2 separate regions of the Urocitellus parryii genome follow, and region 2 is linked to region 1. Evidence: chromatin contacts called from public Hi-C data. All regions are on one chromosome and are shown on one strand. Each heading gives the region's core, a stretch centred on a gene start, on an enhancer-like site or on the middle of the called end of the contact. The rest is flanking DNA. Distances are from core to core; before and after follow the strand shown.

Evidence for each region. A called contact is a pair of places that touch in the nucleus more often than the background predicts.
Region 2: a Hi-C map of muscle shows a contact between it and region 1, with 2.9 times the contacts expected there. The contact joins the promoter of Ripk2 here to the promoter of Nbn in region 1. A contact is called at or near these places in 2 of 2 Hi-C or Micro-C datasets (liver and muscle).

What each region holds. Positions count from the first base shown.
Region 1 is chr7:44,603,097-44,608,174 of mUroPar1.hap1, forward strand. It overlaps Nbn (nibrin), which reads left to right and starts at 3,356. Exons shown (of 16, transcript XM_026382941.2): 1 at 3,356-3,723. The coding sequence starts at 3,687.
Region 2 is chr7:44,806,321-44,811,970 of mUroPar1.hap1, forward strand. Ripk2 (receptor interacting serine/threonine kinase 2) reads right to left here and starts at 3,050. Exons shown (of 11, transcript XM_026383825.2): 1 at 2,609-3,050. The coding sequence starts at 2,781.

The DNA of each region.
Region 1 (5,078 bases), core at 2,106-4,605:
TCAGCACAATAGTGACCCTTCAACATTTATCCGATGACTAAGTACTGATACTATTGCCATTTCCTAAACATGGACCACAAAAATAACTTAAGAGAAAAACTTGTAGCAGCCATAGGAGCTAGTAAGGAATAGATTAGAGACATGAAAGAGAAATGCCATTCCAGAAGCAACAAATTCTGTTAGGAGCCATGGGATCTAACTAATGTCAGTGCTTGGGTTTGGGGTTTTTTTGTTTTTGTTTTATTTTTTTTAATCAGCAAAGTTCAGCTTTTTATTGAACATGTTACAAGAATTTAGTCAAAAAGATCAAGCCCATGTCTTCAGCAGATTCTTCTTTCTTTGCTGCCACTTTCTTCTCAGCTGGAGCAGCCTGGTGGAGGGAGTAGGACGTCCTGCTGGTGCTGCATCAGCTGCTGGAGTAGGCCCACCAGCCCCTAAGTTGCTAATGTTGACATTGGCCTGGGCCTTTGCAAACAAACCAGGCCAAAAATGTTCAACATTTACACCAGCTGCTTTAATGAGGACACTGTTTTATCCTCCATGACAGTCACCTTGTTGTGCAGGATGAGAACAGAGTAGATGCAGGCCAGCTCAGAGACCGAGGCCATCGTGCTGACTGTGAGGCATGGTGTCAACCACCAAATGAAATGAAGGCCTCCCCCCAATGCGGCCTTAGCTTCATTGGAAGAACCAGGCACCTTGGCAGCTGACCCAAGGCATTTTTGCCAGAACAGAGTGGTTTAGAGGTGACGCCAGCAAGCCATTGAGATGATAATGGTTATGTTAAGCTGTGTATTCAATTGTATATTAGACCTCTTCTGTCCGCCTCAGCCTGCTACTTTGGAGTTCTCCGGGGATTCCTGGAGAGTTCCTATTGGTTGGGGAAGTGCAGGAGGAGTCATTTCCGGAGGAAGGATTTCCGGTTGGTGTGTGGTGTGTCCTCCGAGAAGGCCGCGTGCATGGTGTTTGTGGGAGTGCAGAGAATAAAGGAGTTCCTATTTTGAACCTACAAGGCTGTGTGGCAGCTCGGTTATTTTGTGCCCAGCCAGACTGCGGCAGGCAGCCACTGAGGAAAGGTTTTATTACTCATAGAAGCTAATATTTCTCAACATTGTTTTGGATGTCAGACTGTTCAACATCCTATGAATGTATTTCACTAATCCTCATAAGCATTCATGAAGTATACACTATTATTATCAACATTTGGGAAACTGAGGTAGAGAGCAGTTAGGTAAATTTTTCAACTTATGGAATCAGATGGAATCTGAGCCCAACTCTGTCTGGCTCTAGCACCCTTGCTCTCAGGTCGAGTGTAGACTTGGTCAACTGCTGAGGTTCAAAGTGAGCTATATGTCTCCCTAGATGTGTAATGTTTTAACAGGTATAAACCTGAGTTCCTTATCTGTGAAATGCAGATATTAAGAATTCACAAAGTTGTAGCTGGGTATAGATGAGATAATGTACTTAAAACACTTAGAACAGAGCCCAGCACATCAACAACCAGTAAACACTATTATGCACATAAAGAGTGGACCATTGTTAATCAAAAACTACAGGAGAACCTCTGACCTCATTATTATAATAATGTTTCTTTTTTATGGAATAACAGGCTGTACCTATTAAGCAAATTTAACAAGATCATTACCAAGAAAATGTACTATCTCATGGGGAAAAAAATAAGGAAGGGAACCTTCCCAGGAGAAGAGTGGGCCAGAAAAGTTGTGACTTTGCCCAAATACATTTTTGTAAACTGATTTTGGGTACTGTATATCAGGTTTGTAAAAACTCTCCTAACAAATATTTTAAATAGTACTGAGTAATTAAGAGGCAATAATGCTTTTACCAAGGCATTGACCAAAAGCTAGCAAGAGGCTTACTTAGCCTTTTTAAAGAAAGATTTTATATACATTTCAAAGATAAAGAATTTACAATGACAGGTTGTATTATTCAGCTTTCCATCACTGTGACAAAATACCTGAGATAAACAATTTATAAGGAGCAAAGGCTTGGTTTGGTTTCAGATCATGGTCACTTGGCCCTGTTCCTTTGGGCCTGTAGTGGCATGGTATATCATAGAGGAAGCACATGGTTGAGGAGGCCTATTTACCTCATAGCATCCAGGAAGTAAAAGAGAGAGAAAGGAAAATTCCAGAGTCCCAATATCCCATTCAAGGCATGCTCCCAATGACCTAACTTCCTCTCACTAGTCCCCACCTCCTAAAAGTTCTATCACAACCTCTTGCTACCTTTACAACCCAGCAATGTCTTTCTCAAGGACTTGAAAGCCATCCCTTTGAAATATAATTCACATGGAAGAATTCTCAAGGAAGACCTTGAAGGTAGGAACCTAATATTTGACTGTTCTGACTCCAAACAGGAAACCTATCTCCTATCATTAAGCTAGGACAAGTTTTTTTCCTTTGGATCAAATCAATTAGCTACCACAGACAGTTATCCCAATTACCAAGTGAATTTAGGCTGAACTATATGACAAGTGTTACTGCGCACTTTTCAAAAAAATCCTGAGTTCAATTCCGAGTAGCAAGAAAAAGGAAATAAGAATAGAACAGATAGATTCTTATTTCATTCCTGATGTCAAGGGGAAATGATCAATAATTTATCTTAAGTATAATGTAAGCTGTAATTTTTTTGTAGATGTCTTTCATCAGGTCAAGAATGATCCTTCTATTCCTATTTTTCAGTGAGCTTTTGTCATGAATGAGTATTGAATTTTATCAAATGCTTTTTCTGCATCTACTAAAATGATGCAGAAATTTTTCTCCTTTTTAAAGAATTTATTCTGGTGAATTATGCTGATTTTTTTTTCCTCCAGTGTTAATCCACCCTTCTGTTTCTGGAATATAGCCCACCTGGGTGTGGTTATTCTTTTTATAATACCACTTGATTCAATTTACTAATCTTGTATTAGGATTTTTTTGCATCTATGTTGGTAACAGAGACTGGTAAGCTAAGCTTTTAAAGTGGCATATTTTTATTTTCTGTTACAATCCGCTTTTGTCAACCAGAAATTACATGATCAAAAGTGTGATCTCAGATGTTTATTCAGCAATGTGCAAGAGGTGAATGGTATCCTTTTAGGGAATGCTGGGCCAGTAAAAGAACAGTTGGAAATGTAGTCTGTTCAGTACTTAGAATGGGATTGGATGAAAGTAGATCCTGATAAAATGGAGAAGTTGATTTAAACTTTAAAAAATATTTAATGTTATGAGTTTCCTTTCAGGTAAAATCCTTACCTTCATCATTATTGATCTAAGTAACAACCGAAATTTAATACATTGCAAATGCAAAGAACTAAACGATTAGTTAGCGTATTTGATCATAAGATTTCATCACATTGCTTTAGGGCTAATTTTAAAAATTATTTCCTTTCACAAACAGAAAAAAAAAATCTTATATTTTATGAACACCTTAAAATGAAACCCGGCTTTCATTCTCTTAATGCAACACCTTTTAGTTCATACTGCGTTGCTCCTTACCACCAGGTGGCGCCCTAGCGTTCAATAGCATTCCCGCCCCATCCCTCGGTTTCCAACAGGGCTTGCGCGACTGCCGGGAGCGCGCACGTCCTAGTGTTCCCGCGCATTGCCCGTGCTGTGATCGCGTGCACATCGGCTATCCGCAGCGAGGCGGCCGGTGGTCAGCTCCAGTCCTGAGGAGCCGGACCCATGTGGAAGCTCCTTCCCGCCGAGGGCACGGCCCGAGGTAAGGGTAGAAGGGAAAGATAGAGACCCGGCTTTCCCGGGAGCAGCTGCTGCGTGGAGTGTGCGGAGCGACGCTTCCGGTCCGCTCTCACTGCCTTCCGGCGCGGCCTCTGTGCCAGCCCTGGGATTCTGTGAGAGCGGGATGCGAAAGTCGGAAGTTTGCGTGAGGACGCCGTGTTTTCTTCCGGGACGGTGCGGCGACTCAGTCCACACCTGACGGGAACCAGCATCTGCTCAGGCGCCCCGATGGAGCGAGCCCCGGACGCCTTCCTTTTGGCACACCTGGTCGTAGGCTTTTAGGAAGAGATCACCAGGGAGTCAACAAAGCCAGACCACAGGATGACAAGGAAGCGATCCGTCTGGGGCAAAGCGTTTCTTTTTTTTTCTTTTTTGAAGAACCACGTGGCACACAGGAAAACATGCTTTCAGATTTGTTTCAGACCTTTCCCCCAAAATAGCTGTACAGTGGGAAAAGATGATTCCCCAACCCCTTTCCTGAACTTCCAGCAGTAGAAATTTTTCCTCATAAGTTACTGGTTGCCTCCTGTGTGTTATTCGTTGATAGAAAGTTAAGCAAGTATCTATAATTGGGTCTTGTCCTCAGAAAGTTTACATTGTGATTGGAAAAAAAAAATCAATGAAGAGGCTAAATTGATAATGTCTGGGAATGTGAAGATAACTAGAACAAAAATACATAGAAGAGGGCATCCCTGTGGCTTGGAGTACTGCGATTTGTCCACAAATTTTGTGTTTATGGACAAGTTAGGATTATGTTCATTTAAAGAAACCTGACTGGAGGACTGGGGTTGTAGCTCAGTGGTAGAACACTTGCCTAGCACGTAGGAGGCGGCTCTGGGTTCGATCCTCAGCACCACATAAAAATAAATAAAAGACATTGTGTCCAACTACACCTAAAAAGATAAATATTTTAAAAAACAAACGAAATCTGACTGGTTCTCAGGTCTCCTGTAGGTGTGTTATAAGAAAAACTTAGAGACCACCAGGGCTTATGGTGCATCCATGTAATCCCACTTACTTGGAGGCCAAGGCAGGAAGATTGACAAGTTTGAATTCAGTCTGGGCAGTGCAGGGAGACCTTGTCTCAAAGTGATACGATGCTTTCCTAGCTTATGCCAGACCCTAGCACTGCTGAAAGAAAGAAACTTGGAACAAATTAAGTTGAGCAGAGTTTGAAGAAATAAGGATTTGTGAATCAAGCATAACCTTAAACAAGTAGATGTTCAGAGCGTTTCGTTCAGCCTCTTGGCCAGGCAACGTTTATAGACAGGAAAGGAAGCCATACAAAACAGCTTGATTGGTTCCACCTCAGCATTTGCCTGATATGTAACCATGGTC
Region 2 (5,650 bases), core at 1,800-4,299, 200 kb after region 1:
CTACAACCAGAAGGGCTGGAATCAGATTTAAATACAATCATAGTATTCTAAAGCCAATGTTCTTCCAATTGCATTTCTTGATTAGAGAAGCAAGGACAGTTCATGAAGACTAATTTTAGGAAGACTTTGAGAGTTGGAACATTTTTAAAAAGGCAAGATGTGAAAATTAAAAATGTAAAATATAGCTTTTTATAGGTGGCTCACTAAAATTACCCAACTCAAAATTTCAATAGAAAAAACAGTTATGTTACCCATAGGGTACTTAAACAACCAATAGGATTTATCTCCTCAAAAGGAGAAAGATGTTGCAGAATTTCCACTCACTAGATAAAAGGTTATGAGGAATGATCACCAATCACTAAAATAACATGTAACATCTCATAAACTTATTTTTATTCCATGTGATCCCAAAGAACAATGCAAACATTATCCACACCAGAGTCTAAGAAATATATGGACTGTATTATTCACATTTCTTTTACGTGAGGAAATAAGACACCCTACAAGTCAATTGCATAAGCTTAGCCCTATTCTCAGACTACATAAATACTGCTAAAAGATCTTAAGCAACAAGTGGGAGAAAAGAATGTGATATTGAAATGTTAGGGTTTTACTGGTCTTATGGCTTCTTTTGAGGATAGAATTAATTTCTTACTCAATTTAGTGACAAATTTTATACTATGAAAGCTTTTAATGAGTATGGGAAGAAAACTCCCTTCTCACCCCTTGTCCTCAAATGGCGCAAAACTTAGAAAAATTAAAATCTTGAAAAGCAGCATCCAAAATGGCAGGATCAATTGGCTTTAGAATACGTAATGGTCCAGCAGTGCTGCATTTGTATATAGCTGGTTCTAAAATATGTCCACCACCATTAAAAGGTGACGACATACACACATTGCCCAGCATCTGCTCCACAGACTATAAAGATCCAGGGTAAGTACACATTACACTTGGTACGTGGCTGAACTGGATTATAATACAAAAAAAAGTGTAAACTATTTTTAGAGGTGTTCCAAATCTACAATGGAATCTAGCCCCCACAGGCAGATGAAAATCTAGAATTTGGCAGTGGTAAAGTTGAGAGATTTATCTGATATTGATATTAACAGCCTTTGAACAAGCACTCGTCTATCATGACATATTCTCACAATAGACACAAAAGAAGAGGATGCCACAGCAAAGGATGTTAATTCACCCAGAACTGAAAGTAAAGTTCTAGTCAAATTCCACAGTACTAGTGAATAGACTATGACTGAAACATCCAGTCACAGGTCCATGGTATGTGATTGTAATGGAAAGAGAAACTAATGCCAGTTTTTTCTTAAAATATGAACACTGGGGCCTGTGTTTGAAGCTCAGTGGTAGAGGCTTGCCTAGCACCTATGAGGCACTGAGTTCAATCCTCAGCACCACCAAAAAAATATAAATAAACAAAATGTGTCTATCTACAACTAAAAAAAATTAAAAATAATGTGAACACTGGGCTAAAATTGTTCCAGGGTATGAGAGATATTCACAATTTTTGACCATTTGATCTTTTTCTAATTCAATTTATTGTTAGCAAAAATAATACACATTTCCTCTGTGGGCAGTGTTCCCCTGTGACAGTAAGAGAAACTGAACTTCTATTAAAGAGTTTGACATTTGAACTTTCATGACCACATGTAATAAACCACAAACAAAACAAAAAACCAAACCCAAACATCTCTAGTGTAGCACTGTCCAGTGAAAATATACAATTTTAGATTTTCTAGTGGCCACATTAAAAAAAAAAAGAAGCACTAGATGAGTTTTTAACATCTTACATTTAACCCCCCTAAAGATTCCATTTCAGTATGTAATCAATATAAAACTATTGAGATATTATTATTAAAAATCCGGTGTGTTGGGAGGATTAGATGAACTCTAGATAGGGCAAAGGAGATGGATGGGAAGGGAGTGGGCATGGAGTTGGAGAGACGATGGAGGGAGGTGGATATCATTACCCTAAGTACAAGTATGAAGACATGAATGACTCTGTGTACAACCAGAGATATGAAATACATATCATATATTCTGCTTTATATAATAACAAATTAAGACATAAATAAAATAAAAGTAAAGGTTAAAAAAATCAGGTGTGTCTTTCACATTTCTTGCCTATCTCCATTCAGAGGGTCACGTTCCAAGAACTCAATAGCTCTTGTGTCTAGCTCCAGAGTGAACTGTGCAATCTTAAGAGTCCCATTAAAAAATATAAAGCCAAAAGCAAACAAAGCCAACACCCAACACACAAACACATAAGCTTCAATAAACAGCTTTTCGAGTTGGGCTGTCATTGCTGATTTTTGGAGTAGGGAGAAAAGACGACTTGGAGAGTAGGAGGTAAGGCGAGAAAGGACGGCGGAGAGAAGAGTGCAGGAAAGCGACTGACTCATCTCCAGCAGTGCAGTTTCTCCCCACCTTCCACGGCGAAAGGCTTGGGGGTCTACCTAGAAGTGACGAGGGGTGGGGCCAAACCCAAGGGTCTCGGTCGTCAGGATTCTGAAACCCGCTCGCCTGGGTGTGTGTGCGGGGGTGTGTGCAGCAGCGCTCGGGGATCCACCTGGAATCCGCGCTGGCGCCCTACCTGTCGAGCAGCGGGGTGTGGATGTGCAGGTGCTTCACAGCCACCTGGACGCGCCAGTCTGCGTGGCGGGCGGACGACACGGTGCCAGAGGCGCCGCGGCTCAGGTAGCACAGGTCGGCGAGCTTGCGGTAGGGAATGGTGGGCAGGGCGCTGCAGATGGCCTCTCCGTTCATGGTGGCGGCCGGCGGATTCCGGTGCGCCCGCTGCTCCTCGGCTCCGGACGCCGAGATCCCGGCCTGCCCGAGTGGCCGCGAGCTCCTTCCTGTGTGGGACGCTAGGTCGCCCGGCCGCCCATGCCCCTGGCTCCCACCGCTTTCCCGGCCGATCAGACTCCCGCGGACCCTCGCGGGGGGGATTCCTGGTCAACTACGCAGCGCCGCGTCGCGCCAAGGAGGAGCTTGCTCTCGCGGACCCGGCCCTCCCCGGCGCGCAGCCTGGCCGGCCAGCCGCGCCCCTCCCGCTCCAAACTTCCCAGGCGTGGTCAGCTGGCCACTGGGCGGGGCGGGGCTAGGCGCCGCCCACTCGCGGCTCTCGGGGCGGGTCTCGCCGAACCTGAGCGCGGGATCCTTCGCCGCCCCCACGGTCCGCGCGACTTCGAGGGGTTCGGCTGGTTTTCCGGGGGAGGCTGGGAGAGGGAGTTCCGGGCGCGCCTTTTGCTTGCTCTCCTCCACCCCCAGGTTTGGAAGAGTTTTTCTTTCGGGAAAGTCCCTCTCAGAGGCCTGCTGACCGGTGTCAGGCTAGTCAGCTGGCCTCCACACGTGGGAGGATTTTCCTCCGGGCTGCGTGCCTTCCTGTAGCCCCTGGAATCCCAGGACAGCGGGTGGGGAGTGGGGTCCCCACCCCTGCTGCAGAGGAAGCGTTTGAGGCAAGTTTTGTGACTTCTAGGTTCTCCACACTGAATGAAGGCCTCGATTCGCGTACTTACCTGGACTCCAGCCTTCCTCACTTCCTGCCACTTAAGGAGTGAGGTTTGGAGGAGAACTCCACCTTGGTGGAACACGTTCAGATGTTTAGCTCACGTGACGTGCGCCTCTACTAGGGAATGTTTTCCCACCTCTTAACTCACATAAGCATATGTAGAGGTTGAAAAAATAACCTTGAGAGAATCTATCCCTCTGACTCTAGGTAAGACTGCCAAGATTTCTTACGGACTGGTAAGATGCAGTGTTAAATGCCAAAAGAAAAAGACTGCAACCATCAATCCATTTAAACAAACACCTTTCTAATTAGATGCACTTTACAGGGTGTGTGGTGCAGTTAGTTCTTGGCATCCCATACTTGTGGGGGCCTCGCTTGTAGGACACTAAAATTTGCAGATGCTTAAGTCCCTTGTATAAATGGTAGAGTATATATAACCTAGGCATATCTCCCCTATCCTTTTCTTTCTTTGTTTCCTTTTTATTTTTGTTGTACTGAGGATTAAACCCAGAACCTCGCACATGGTAAGCAAACACTCTTGTCCTGAGCTAGATCATGAGCCCCTCCCCTATACTTTAAAGCATCATAGTTTTTACCTGTATACAATATGTTAAAAATATGTGTTCTTGGTTATATATGGAAATGAATTAAACTATATATTTCCAACTAAGAATACATATTTTATATAAATGGAAAAATTTTCTACCTGGGAATATATGTGTGTGAATATATTATATATTGTTTAGTTTCCATAATTAATTGGTTAAAGACAGAAAGCTTAAGGAATACTAATACATTGATAAATAAGAAACAAAAATAGAATAGTTATGCAAATTATTCTTAAAACCAAGCATCATTTCTATATGTTGGATTCATGTGTTTGAAATTATATCAAACTGGGCCAGTGGCACAGGCCTGTAATCCTAGTGACTGGGGCGACTGAGGTAGGAGGATTTCCAAGTCCAAAGCCAGCGTCAGCAACTTGGCCAATCCCTAAGCAACTTAGGGAAATCCTGTCATAAAAAATAAAAAGGACTGGGAATGTGGCTCAGTGGTTAAGTGCCCCTGGGTTCAGTCCCCTGTGCTAAATAAATTGATAAAATTACATCAAAATTTGTGTTCCATTCACTTTTTAAAAATTTGTACCTGTTTGTGTAATTTTAAGAAGTAGCAATATTAAATATCTCATCTCTTCAATTAGAAACAAGAACAAAAAAAATTGAAAAGCCACTTAAAAGCACACAAATCCAAGAATTCCCAACATCTCATATTCATAAATGTTCTGTTTTTCAATCTAAAAGTACCTTGAAATTTTAAAAACACAAATGCCAGCAAGTCTGTATAATTGTATGATAATGAATGTTCTACATGAGAAAACTAATGCTTTGGAGTACATTTGGTATCTTTCTGCACCCCCCAAACTAAAAATCAAACCTGCTATATCTAATGATGTGGAGTTTCTTATGAGTAAAAGAATACCCATTTTTGCAGTTAGAGTACAATTATGTTTCACATTTAGCCATTTCATATTCAATCCTAAAATTGACATAGTGTCGTTTAAAAATGGTTTTTCTAAGATAATTAAGCTGCATTAAACAAAATGTTTCACATGTCAATTGGAAAAAAACTAAACACTTCTCATTTTAGAATTCTTAGTAAAGATTACATTAAAATCATAGTATTTACTAATTCTATATTAGTTACATTTTAGTTTTTTCTATTATTATTATTATTTTGGTACTGGTAATTGAACCCCAGTGCTTAACCACTGAGCCACATCCCCAACCCTTTTCATTTTTTATTTTGAGACAGGGTCTCACTAAGTTTTTATAGAGTTTCCCTAAGTTGTTGAGGCTGGCTTTGAACTCATGATCTTCCTTCCTTAGCCTCCTGAGCCACTGGGAGACCAAGTACTATGAACTGAATTGGGTATCCTCCCTAAAATGGAAGTCCTAACCTCCAGTTCCTGTGACTAACCATATTTTGAAATAGGGTCGTTGCAATGATCAAGTTAAAGTCATTGTAGAAGGCCTTAATCCTAGATGACCTAGTCCTTATCAGAAGGAGAAATTTGATTTCAGTGACAAGAATGCATAGAGGGAAGACACTGCAAAGATACAGTGA